2 separate regions of the Mus musculus genome follow, and region 1 is linked to region 2. Evidence: chromatin contacts called from public promoter capture Hi-C data. All regions are on one chromosome and are shown on one strand. Each heading gives the region's core, a stretch centred on a gene start, on an enhancer-like site or on the middle of the called end of the contact. The rest is flanking DNA. Distances are from core to core; before and after follow the strand shown. Region 1 overlaps Msh3 (mutS homolog 3). Region 2 overlaps Rasgrf2 (RAS protein-specific guanine nucleotide-releasing factor 2).

Region 1 (5,572 bases), core at 541-3,040, 290 kb after region 2:
CTCTGCCATCATTCAGGTAAGGAGCCTGACATCCAGGCCTGGATTAGTAGAACAACGTTTGATCCACAAGTGCAAAGTCCTGGGTTTGATCAACTGCAGGTAAGAGAGAGAAGGAAACCAAGAGGTGAGATGATATTTACAACGGATCTGAGGAGAGGCCACACACTATCAACCCACAGAATTATGCTGCTATCTGCCTTACCTGCAGGGTTAGATTTATTAATACAGTAAGTGGTTTTAAAAGAAACTATTTCCTCTTTGAGGACTGTCCACTTGGGGAGGAAAAGGGAAGGGGAATCCGAATCATTTCCCAGGGGCCCCCTTTGTAGCTTTTCAGGAGGCTGAAGCACTGCGGCATAAACACTTATAACAGCGTGTTAGAAACAATTTTTTTTTTTTTTAGGGACAACTAGGGTCCATTCATACTGTTTAATATGATACAATAGCATGGCTAAAAATTGTCCAATGCTTTTTTTGAAAATGTAGGATTTACCTGTGTCATTAAATTTAAAATACAAGCTATGAAGTATGAGACAGTCACAGCTATGTTTTAGAAAGATAAATAAAGCCTGCGGTGGTGGCATGACAGGGTTACACAGAGAAACCCTGACTCGAAAAAACCTAAATAAATAAATAAATAAATAGGACAAAAAAAAAATTAAAAGGTAAATAAGAGGCCAAAATGTGTAGAACATTTCCATTCTACCATGTTAGGTCCTCCAAAAAGAAACTCATCCATAAAATGGGAACTACATAAATGAGGATACCACTGTCTAATAGGATGCAAAGCCTTATCTACAGGAACCTGGCATACAGTAGGGGAAATCATCATTCTGTGGGAGTACTTTCCCTTGATATCTTTGATTCAGCCCTCTATTATTTACATAAGGTATCAAAAAAACCAAAAGGTTTTCTATCATTGGGATGAACAGGAATGGTATAAATAAATAAATAAATAAAGTCCTGTAAATCACTTACAATTACAGGCCAAGAAGAAGGTAACAACACCTCAAGCTATTCTTTAAAAGAATAACTATGAATCAAACATGGGCTGCTGTGCCAGCAAAAGTGGTTTCTGCAAGAGAGTTTGCACAGGCTGATATGTTTTGTAGGCCTCAGTTTTTTATCCATAAATTAAAGACAGGTAAACTAAATGCTCTCAACCTAAATTCAGTTATAGGACATAGACAACTATACCAGAGCAGAGGTTCTATACTCTACCCAAAGATTCACCTGCACACACCCAGAAGAGCGAGGCTGGGCAAGCCATTGGCATCAGCTGTGTGGGTAGAGAGGCAGTTACTATGGAATAGAATGTTCCAGAACACCCCTATATTTGAGGAGCGAGCTCAGACAAAAAATTAGCTTTTCAGCTCACTAAACTCAACTGCTTTCAAGTGACCAATGGCATATTCTTTTTTTTAAAATAGAGATATTTTTAAAGATTTATTTATTTTATGTATATGAGTGTTTTGCTTACGTGCATATATGCTTACCACACATGTATGTATATATATATATATATATATATATATATATATATATATATATATATATGCCTTGTGCCTGTGGAGGTCAGAACAGAGTATTAGATTCCCTTCAATTGGATGGCTGTGAGCCATCAGGTGGGTTCTGGGAAACGAATCTAGGTCTTCCGAAAGAGCAGGAAGTGTTCTTAATAGCTGAGTCATCTCTCCAGACCCAAATGGCATTTTTCTAATCAACCCTAAAGGACCTCCAATAAGAGGCAGTATAAACACCAGCAGGAGACACAGCAGTGATGAGTCACCAGGCACTGACACATAACTACTTCCTGTGTCCACCTCTGTTGCTGCTCTGTAGGCAGCTGTCAAGGCTCTCGGCAAGCCTTTCCGGTGTTCCTTTACCACAGTCCACTCTCTGTATGACAGACAAAGTGACAGTCTTAATAACTAAGACAGAACTTGTTTTTCACAAAAAGCTGTCACTTCCACAGACTCTCAGAGCACTGAAAATGTGTCCAAGTGTCACAGTCAAGGCTGACCTGCCTTTCTTTTCCTTCCCCTCCCCCTCCTTTTATCTTCCTTTCTCAATGCCACCCTGCACTCTCTTAGCTTATACATAACAAACATTTATTTCCCCATTCTGGATGCAGAGAAGCCCAGGATCTGTGTCTGTGCACATAGCCAACTTCTGGCTGGGTGCTCACAAGGCTAAAGGGGCACATGAACCCTCTCGGGCCCTTTCTTAAGGGTACTAATCCTATGCAGGAGGATCCTCTCTTACAATCTAACCAACTCCAGTGACTGGAAACAGTCCTTACCACCGTCAACTCGGTGCTCAGGATTTCTAAGAGTGACTCTGGAGGGGACACAAAGATTCCGATGGCGCAGTGCATCTTCTCAGAAGCCCGAGCTAACCATGGCACCTGCTTTGGCCCACTGCTCCTTGCACAGATGACTGCCTCTTTTCAGAACCTGCCCTAGACACAGCACAGATGCAGCAGGCGTTCTTGGTCTCTTTGCCTGCTTTCTTACTTAGTCCACCTGTCTACAAGGTTCCTCTGGTGCCAGAAGACTTATTTTTGCTCTTCAGTGACCAGCCAGGAGGTTGGCTATAAGATTACTCCTGCCTCAAAGCCTTTCCACAGGTCTGGGCAGGACAGACGTCCCTTAACCAGGGTCACATTTTCATTTCCTCTCTGAAATGACTTTTCCTTGACCACTTGTTATTACCATCTCACTGCTAGAAAGTTCCCATGGTAGATGTTTCATAGTCAAATGTGGTACCAAGGGTAACACATTTGTGGTACAAAGGTAGATATTACAAATATTTATCACATTTACATTTTAAAAGCAATGTCTGTACTACTTATAAAAATAGGGAAGATATAAGTCCTTTCCCCATCCCAAGATGTCAGAGTAAGGAAGATAAGTACTAAGAACTGCACACACCCATCTAACGTGCTCATCTACCTTCTGGTTAGGATTGTTATCTGAGATAACACACATCATAGGCTTCCAGATACATTCATTATATACCTTAAATCTGTCCAGAAGAGCAGAAGGCTGAGTGAGCATCCCTAAGAGAATAGTCAGTAGCCACTGTTAGCATGAGCAAAGAACTTAACAGGATAGAAAGAAGCCACACTTGATGAGAACTCTGTACCCACGGAAGCTGACTGAAGCGAATGGGAGTGTACAAGACTGGACACCCAACATGAGGTCAGGCCCTGAGAAAGTCTCAAGAAACTGCAGAGAGATGAAGGAATAGATGAAAGAATGAACAGAGGCAAACACAAGATGTAAGTACCATCCTAGGAGGCTTAGCTATTGGTGGACAGAGTGCTACCCATCATGGTGGATGGTAGGGGCCACTAGAAACCAAGGCTGAGTTTCACCCACACTTGCACAGAGATGGGGAGACTGAGACTCCTTTGCAGGAGAGGCACCTCTCTCAGGAGTCTGGCTTCAGCATGAATGGCAATGCTGAGTTCAGAATTCAAGACTCATACTGTAGACTAGAACCTGAAATACCCAAGTACTCACAACATTAAGTGCTATATTCTCTGGGAAAGACGAATAATCAACAGCAGAAGAGAGTCACAAAGGGCTGGGAGACAGCTTAGTTAGTAAGTGCTTGTAAGCTGGGGAACCTGAGCTTGGATCCCTACCACTCACACATAAAGCCAGGCAAAGTGGAACAGATACCAGAGACAGGAGAATCCCTGGGTCTTGCTGGCTAGCCAGCCAAGTTCAATCAGCAAGCTCCAGATTCATTGAGAGAGCCTGTCTAACAAAATAAGGTAAAGAATGATTGAGGAAGCCACTCAATGTCAATGCTCTGCCTTCCAGACCACCCACATACACACTAAGTGCATATGTATCTAATATGAATGTATACACACACACACACACAAGTTCATATGCATCTTCTCATTTAGTTCTTAGGACAGTTTGTTTCATGGGGGTGGGGGTGGGGGTGTCTTATTATATAGCCTGTCCTGGCCTCAGTTTTGCAGTTCTCCTGCCTCCATCTCCTGATACAAACATGACAGGTACGTACATGGTCCCTATGTTCCCATGTTACAGGTGAAGAAGTACAAAGCCTTGGGAAGCCAAGAAGCTTGCCCAGCAGTACAGAGCTACTAGCAGCAAACTGCTGATAGATATCTTGCAAGGGACTTCTGCTCAATGGCAAGGAGGTAGAGACACTGTAAAATCAGGGGAGAGGTTTCAGCCTGGGGTCCTTGACTCTGCCACTGGGTACAACAGAAGACAGGAAGTCACAGTAGCTCCAAAATCAACAGTAGAAAAGAATTCAAAATTGTCACATGTTCATTTCTAAGCCCTAGCAAAGAGCGAATTCTCTGTAAACCATGGTTCTGTCCTTGACAGGCACAGATACTAAAATCCATCTTTATAGAATGTGGTAGAACTATTTTTATAGTAGCTGAGGGCCAGCAGGAAAAATGTCAGTTTTAAAGTGCTTTATTCCCTGAAAATGTCAATCAATGGCAAGCTACAGACAAAGCCTTCCTCTGCACAAGCCCAGTCAGTCTCTGCACATTTAAGGACAGATGAATAAGGAGCAGAGAGGGAGCAGTGAGGAGGGACAGTGAGGCTCACCCCTGAGATGCCAGGGCAGTGGTTTAACCCTGCCTGATCCTTGCATCCTACCCATCTCCCATTCGGTAGAACAGTAGAAGCAAGGCTGGTTTCCCGCTCTTCACTTACAGATAAGAAAACCAAGGCCAGGTGATGGGTGGCCCATCTCAGGAGACAGTAAAATAATGGTAGAACTGAATTTGAATTTTTATTTGCTATCACCACTCAGACCCTCTATGCCTACATAAGAAAATGTGATATGTGGAAGGAACTTTAGGATGGAAAGACATACTACCATGGACAACTTGTTTCTGGGTAAAGTAGTAATGAAGGCTCTGTGAAGTAGGAAATAACATTTTGGGTCTTGAAGAATGAACAAGAGTTCAATTGATGGCCATGGGTTAGAGACAGGAAGAAAAAGAAACCTCAGGGCAGACACCAGCGCAGGTGATTGTAAGAAAAGGAAATCAGCATCAGTGAGAGAGAATGGCTGTGTGGCTAAGAGGTTTGCAGTTCTTTCAGAGGACCTGAGCTCACTTCCTGGCACCCACATCAGGTGGTGCACAGCTACCTACAACTCTGCTCCAGAGGATCTGGTGTCCTCTTTTGTCCCCTAAGAGCACCCATACACAGAGCTGCACTCACACAGAAACACATGCATATATATGGAGGTTAATAAATCAAGTTAGTATCGAACAACTGCCTTCTCAGTGTTTCAGAAACAAGAGAGGAGATACAAGATACAAGCCCTATAATACAAAGTAAGTACCATTCATACTTCCCTGGAGCTAAGAGATGGCCCAGGTTAGATGTCCCTTCAGCTCTTCAGAGTTCCCAGCACCCATGTCAGGCATCCCAACCATTCCAGCTCCAGTGGAGCTGGTGAGCTCTCTGGCCTCCACAAGCACTTACACCCATGTGCACATACTCACACACAGACACATGTGCACACATATAATTAAAAATGCATCTCTAATCTTCCTCCT
Region 2 (5,569 bases), core at 1,618-4,117:
TTGGCAATTTCTCAGAAAATTGAGAGTAGTTCTTTCTCAAGACCCATCTACTCAAGACTCCTGAGTGACATAGGTATATACCCAAAAGATGCTCCATCATAACTCAAGGACATTTATCCAACAGTGTTCATGGTAGATTTATTCATAATAGCCAAAACTGGAAACAACCTAGATGTCCATCAACTGAAGAATGGATAAAGAAAATGTGCTACATTTACATAATGGAACATTGCTCAACTATTAAAAAACAATGACATCATAAAATATTCAGGTAAATGGATGGAACTAGAAAGTATCATCCTGAGTGAGATCAGTCAGACCTAGAAAGACAAACATGGTATATACTCACTTATAAGTGGACATTAGTCATAAAGTACAGGATAGCCACACTACAATCCACAGACCCAAAGAATCTAAGTAACAGGAAATGCCCAAGGGGGAAATGCTTGAATACCAACGAGAAAAGGAAATAGATTAGACACTAGGGAAGGATGGAGGGAGGGGTAGGAGAGAGGTGGGGGTGGCAGCAGGAGGGATGAGGTGGAGTGAGGACTGAGAGAGAGTACTAGATGAAACAATTGAATTGGGGATTGGGCATCTCTGGGATGATCCAGAAACCCAGGACAATGAAGACTCCCAGGAATACATGAGGGTAAGCCTAGCTAATGATGTATATGCAGTCTTAGACCCACTATTTGTCCTAGCTACAAGATAACCAGGGGTGAAAGATGGAGCAGAATTTGAAGGAAGGGCAATCCAATGACTGGCCCCACTTGTGACCCATGTCATGAGAGGTAGCACACCCCTGACACTACTAGTCATATTCTGTATACTTGCAAATAGGGGCCTAACATAACTGTCATCAGAGAGGCTTCATCCAGCAGCTGATAGAAACTGATGCAGAGACCCACAATCAAACATCAAGTGGAGCTTGGAGAATCTTGTGGAAGAGGGGGAGGATGGATTGAAGGAGCCAAGAGGAGTCAAGGATACCACAAGAAAACCTACAGAATCAACTAACCTAGGCCTATAGGGGTTCATGGAGACTGAACTGCCAACCAAGAGCACACATGGGATGGACCTAAGCCTCCTGCACATATGTAACAGTTGAGCAGCTGGATCTTCCCATGGGACTCCTAAAGCAGAGGCAGGAGCTGTCTCTGTCTACACTGCCTACCTCTGGGTCTCTTTCCTCTTACTGAGCTGCCTTGTCTAGCCTCAAAAGGAGAAGATGCCTTACTGCATGTTGATATGCCAAGGCTTGTCAATATCCATAAGAGGCCTCCCATGGTTGGGAGGAGGGGTGGATGGGAGGAGGGGAGGTAAGAGGGAGGGACTGGGAGGAGAGGAGGGACCGGAAGCTGTGATTTGGATGTAAAGGAAAAAATAACTTAATTAATACATAAAAACAAACAAAACTCCTGACATGGAGAGAGGAGGCATGTATGAAGTCCTACCCCTAGCTGGAGAGCGATGGGCATGTGACAGCTGCTGGGAGAGGGAGCACTGCTGCTGGGAGAGGGAGCACTGCTGCTGGGAGAGGGAGCACTGCTGCTGGGAGAGGGAGCACTGCTGCTGGGAGAGGGAGCACTGCTGCTGGGAGAGGGAGCACTGCTGCTGGGAGAGGGAGCACTGTCTTGTTTAAGGGTGAAGGCCCCAATGGGTTGGTCATGCTCCAGTGGAAGGCCACACGCTCAAAAGTATATGGGCAGCACTGACTGTACTGGATGGGTTTTGTTTTTATTTTTTTAAATAAAAGAGGGCCTGAAAATGGGTGGGTGGAGGTGGGGTGAATTTGGGGGGAAGTGGGGTGAAACGGCGACTATGATTGATTGAAACACATTCCACAAAATATTAAAACTAATAAAAATGGGAAAAAATAAATTCTTAATAAGTCTTAAATAAGGGAAAGTAAAATGCCCTTTCATTTGCTTGACAAATGGTATGACTAAGTGTAACTAGAGGACATGCTGTCACATAAAGGTACAGAATTCCACAGAGTAAGAATATACAGAGGGGAAAAGCAGGGTGCAGTAAAAGAGAAGCTATATATAACCTAGGACAAAGGTCAGTCTTTGTTAGAACATGAAAAGATGGGGGAATCCTCTACATATGGAACGCCATAGTTGGCCAGCATCTGTCCTTACACCTTTTACCTGGTTAGGTGCTCAGAGCATTTCCTACTATGCCCTGACCAACCAGTAGAAGGAGAACCAGGAGAGAGGAGGGCAGGTGTTGGTGTGGGGACTCCTTGCCTCTGTTTTCTTGCCTTGCTATCAGCAGCATCTCTCCTTTCTGGAGTCCTTGCCTTTAGTGGGCTTCTCAGAAGCCCAGGAGGCAGGTGTAGTTAGGAGCCTAAGCTGTTCTTTTTCCACTCTAGACAAGCTGCCCTGGGATGTGCTACAGTAAAATGTCTGCATGATGTTCTGATTTTGAAATAGAAAATCAACATGTGACTCCTGCCAGCAGTTTCAATTTTAGCTTGTAATACAAACATTGGCAAAAGACCAGATTCATTGCCTTTCCTACAGCTTTATTGGTACGCATAAGCTGTTTTAAAAGGCTGGATGTTCTCACAGATCCTGAAAACATGTCAGGGTAAAAGTGTGGCATTAACTTAATTGACAGAAATCAATATCTTACTGTAAATGCAACCCTACTCTCAACACAGACAAAAGCTCCCTCTGACTAGATCCTTTCATTGCAATAAGGTGAGTATATTGTGCACAGACACAGCTGTGAGAGTGGACATAAGTCACACATTCCAGGCTTCTTGAGCTCTGGCTCTTTTACAGTTAATATGGAATTAGTGGCAATATCAAGGCAAGGAGTTAGCGATTAGGTCATAAGTGTGAGCCTCTGTCTCCATCACTGAGCGCCTGAGCACAGCACTTTGCCACTCCTCTTCTCATACTTCAGCATCATGTGCCCATGGTGCAGCTGACAATGACACATCTCCCAAATCTTTGAGCTTGGATTATTGCCCTTTGAAAGCCAAAGTGGTCAAAGACAGTAGAAAAGTGGGGATAACTCCCTGGAGACAGGCCAGCAAAAGGCATGCAAAAGCTGGTGGATGGGTCTGATAAAGCAAGTCAGGAGTCTATTAATAAGATCTGAGGGTATCTCAGCAAATCTAAGCTCCAACCATCCTCAACTCCAGCTGTAACTGGTTATAGTAAATCCAAGGTCAACCACTAATGGCTTACAGCCAAGTGTGGCCCACAGACATATTTTGTTTGGTTACAACTATGTTTATAAAGAGTATGAATTCATTTTCAATTTCTATAAAAACTGGAAATTTTCTCAAAAACATGCAGGTTTCTGGCTTTTCTTTAAAAACGAAAACAAAGGGAGAAAGCAGGTCTGGCATTTGTAATGTTTCATTCCTATTAGAACAATGCTCAGCAGGAGGTGGCTGTGGCTGTCCTGTGTAAATGTGTTTCAGCTTCCTATTCTCTGCTTAGGCTACCTTCCTGGCCCTAAACAGATGGTTCTGTGATGGAATCAAACAGCAATTAACACTGTGAGGCAGAATCAACTTGCTTTGCAACCCTTTGAAGCAGCATCAGTAAGAGAATCATCTACATAGAGCATGGGAAAGGTCTATACACAGACAGAAGACTTGGCAATGCAGCCCAGCCAGGGAAGAGGGCATCCAGGCTTCTGTAGTAAGGATGTGGGTCTGCTTGGGAGGTGCAGAGAAGACATGATCAGCAGTAGTGAATACTATGTGTGGTCAAGCTTGTCCTATGGCCCCTTTCCAAGAAGAGAATGCAAGGGCCAGCTGCTGTGAGCATTCTTAGCTGATCTGCAGGCTCAGGGTTACATTCACACCAGTAAGTGGGAAGATTATTTTAGTTCAGAAGCTTGAGTCCCAACCATACAGGAAGCCCCATGCTCTGGTATCCCTTCTGCTCCTGTCATAAAACCACTCTAAGTAAATGCAACTTAACTAGTGGGTGGGCTTATTATCTTTACATACAAGCTGGAATACGTCCATCATTGGAGGAAATCATGGCATGAACTCCAGGCAGGACACCATGAAGGAAAATTCTCCTTGCTGGTTTTCTCTCTGGCTCATTTCATGCATGCTCAGCCAGTTTCCTTTATTGCCCAGGACTAGATAACAGGGAACATCACTGTCCACGGTGATCTGTGTCCTCCAACATCAACAATCAAGACAATCCCTCACTGACATGCCGACAGAGCAACCTGCTAAAGACTACTCAATTGATACTCTTTTTCTAGGTCATATTAAGTTGATGATTAATGTTAGCCATGCCAGTCCTATTTTAGAAATCAAATCATAGAAACAAACAAAAAAATCAAAAAGTTAATATTGGTTCCAGCAAATGCAATAAAGAAAGAAAATAAATAGAAGCCACGCAGATTACACTTGAAGAAATAAAACTACTATTATTCATGGATAAACTGATACGTGAAGAATTCTAAAGAATATAAAAATACTGGTGTAACTAACTCATAAACCAATAAATGAAAGAAGATATAAATAAATGAAGTCATTCCAAATTTGTTGACTATAAGACTGAATATTATTAAAGTGGGTACTTCTCAGATTAATTCATGGAATTAAACAACCCCACATACACAGGCTGGACCTAGGCCCCTCGGCACATATGTAGCAGATGTGCAGCTTGGTCTTCACGCAGATCCCCCAACAACTGGAACAGGGGCTAACCCTGACTCTGTTGCCTGTCTGTGGATTCTGTTTCCCTAACTGGGCTGCCTAGTCTGGCCTCAGTGGGACAGGATGTGCCTAGTCCTGCAGTGAGGTGCTAGAGTGGGTAGGTTGGTACCCAGGGGAACCTCTCCCTTCTCAGAGGTAAATGGGAGGGGAGATGGAGGGAGGGATCATGTGAGGGGGGACTGGAGTCAGTGGAGAGAGGACTGTGATGGGGATGAAAAATGAATAAATAAATTAAATTATAGAGAAAAAAAACATGAAAAAATGCTATGGAAAAAAGTCCCACCACATAAAAACTTTAGTTTTAGCTCCAACATGTAATCATCTTGGAATTTATCACATTTGTGCTTACCACAAGAAAAATCTGGGCAAACTAAAACTAAAAAAAGTTTCTCAGACACAACAGAAAACTAAGCTGTAAGACAAATGGCTGCCCCAAGTCTGAAGAGAAGGTGTATCCAGAGAGATGATCCAAGGTGCGCCCAGATCGAGCAGGCCACTAGAACTGTTTAGTGGTAGCATCGAGTGGTCATTTTGCTTCCCGACTGGAGTATGACAATGGTTCAGAAATGAACTTGAGGAGACTGAGGGTCACACTCTGAGGTGGCTCCACACTTTAGTGGAATTTACTTTGGGAAACACTTGTGGGTTCACAGTAGAGACAGGAGCGAGATCTCTTCATGGTTCTTGTAGGGAGAGGAGAGGAGGAACATGGAATGTGCCCAACACTTTTATTTAATAAAGGCATTCTTTTAAAGGAAAAAGACACAGCAGAGACTCATCAGCTTCGGGAAGCCACTCTTCCCGTTCTGGCACTTTCTGTTTTACCTCCAGGGAAAGTGAAATCCACAGGGATCGGGAATT

What was found. Capture Hi-C pulls out chosen DNA fragments and counts their contacts.
Region 1: a promoter capture Hi-C map of adipose tissue shows a contact between it and region 2. The contact joins two enhancer-like sites. A contact is called at or near these places in 1 of 115 datasets of contacts at active chromatin or transcription factors (a beta-TC-6 cell line) and 1 of 9 other capture datasets (adipose tissue).

Annotation. Positions count from the first base shown.
Region 1 is chr13:92,239,846-92,245,417 of GRCm38.p6, forward strand. The region is part of intron 19 of Msh3 (mutS homolog 3); the gene reads right to left. Among named protein-coding and RNA genes, the nearest start is that of Rasgrf2, 110 kb to the left of the region's middle. Within about 2 kb of position 1,791, at least 80 of the 459 cell types and tissues checked have an H3K27ac peak or open chromatin away from gene starts, as enhancers often do. A contact at or near this core is called in adipose tissue, where this site is marked.
Region 2 is chr13:91,952,939-91,958,507 of GRCm38.p6, forward strand. All of the region lies in intron 18 of Rasgrf2 (RAS protein-specific guanine nucleotide-releasing factor 2), which reads right to left. Among named protein-coding and RNA genes, the nearest start is that of Gm46435, 31 kb to the left of the region's middle. Within about 2 kb of position 2,868, at least 41 of the 459 cell types and tissues checked have an H3K27ac peak or open chromatin away from gene starts, as enhancers often do. A contact at or near this core is called in adipose tissue, where this site is marked.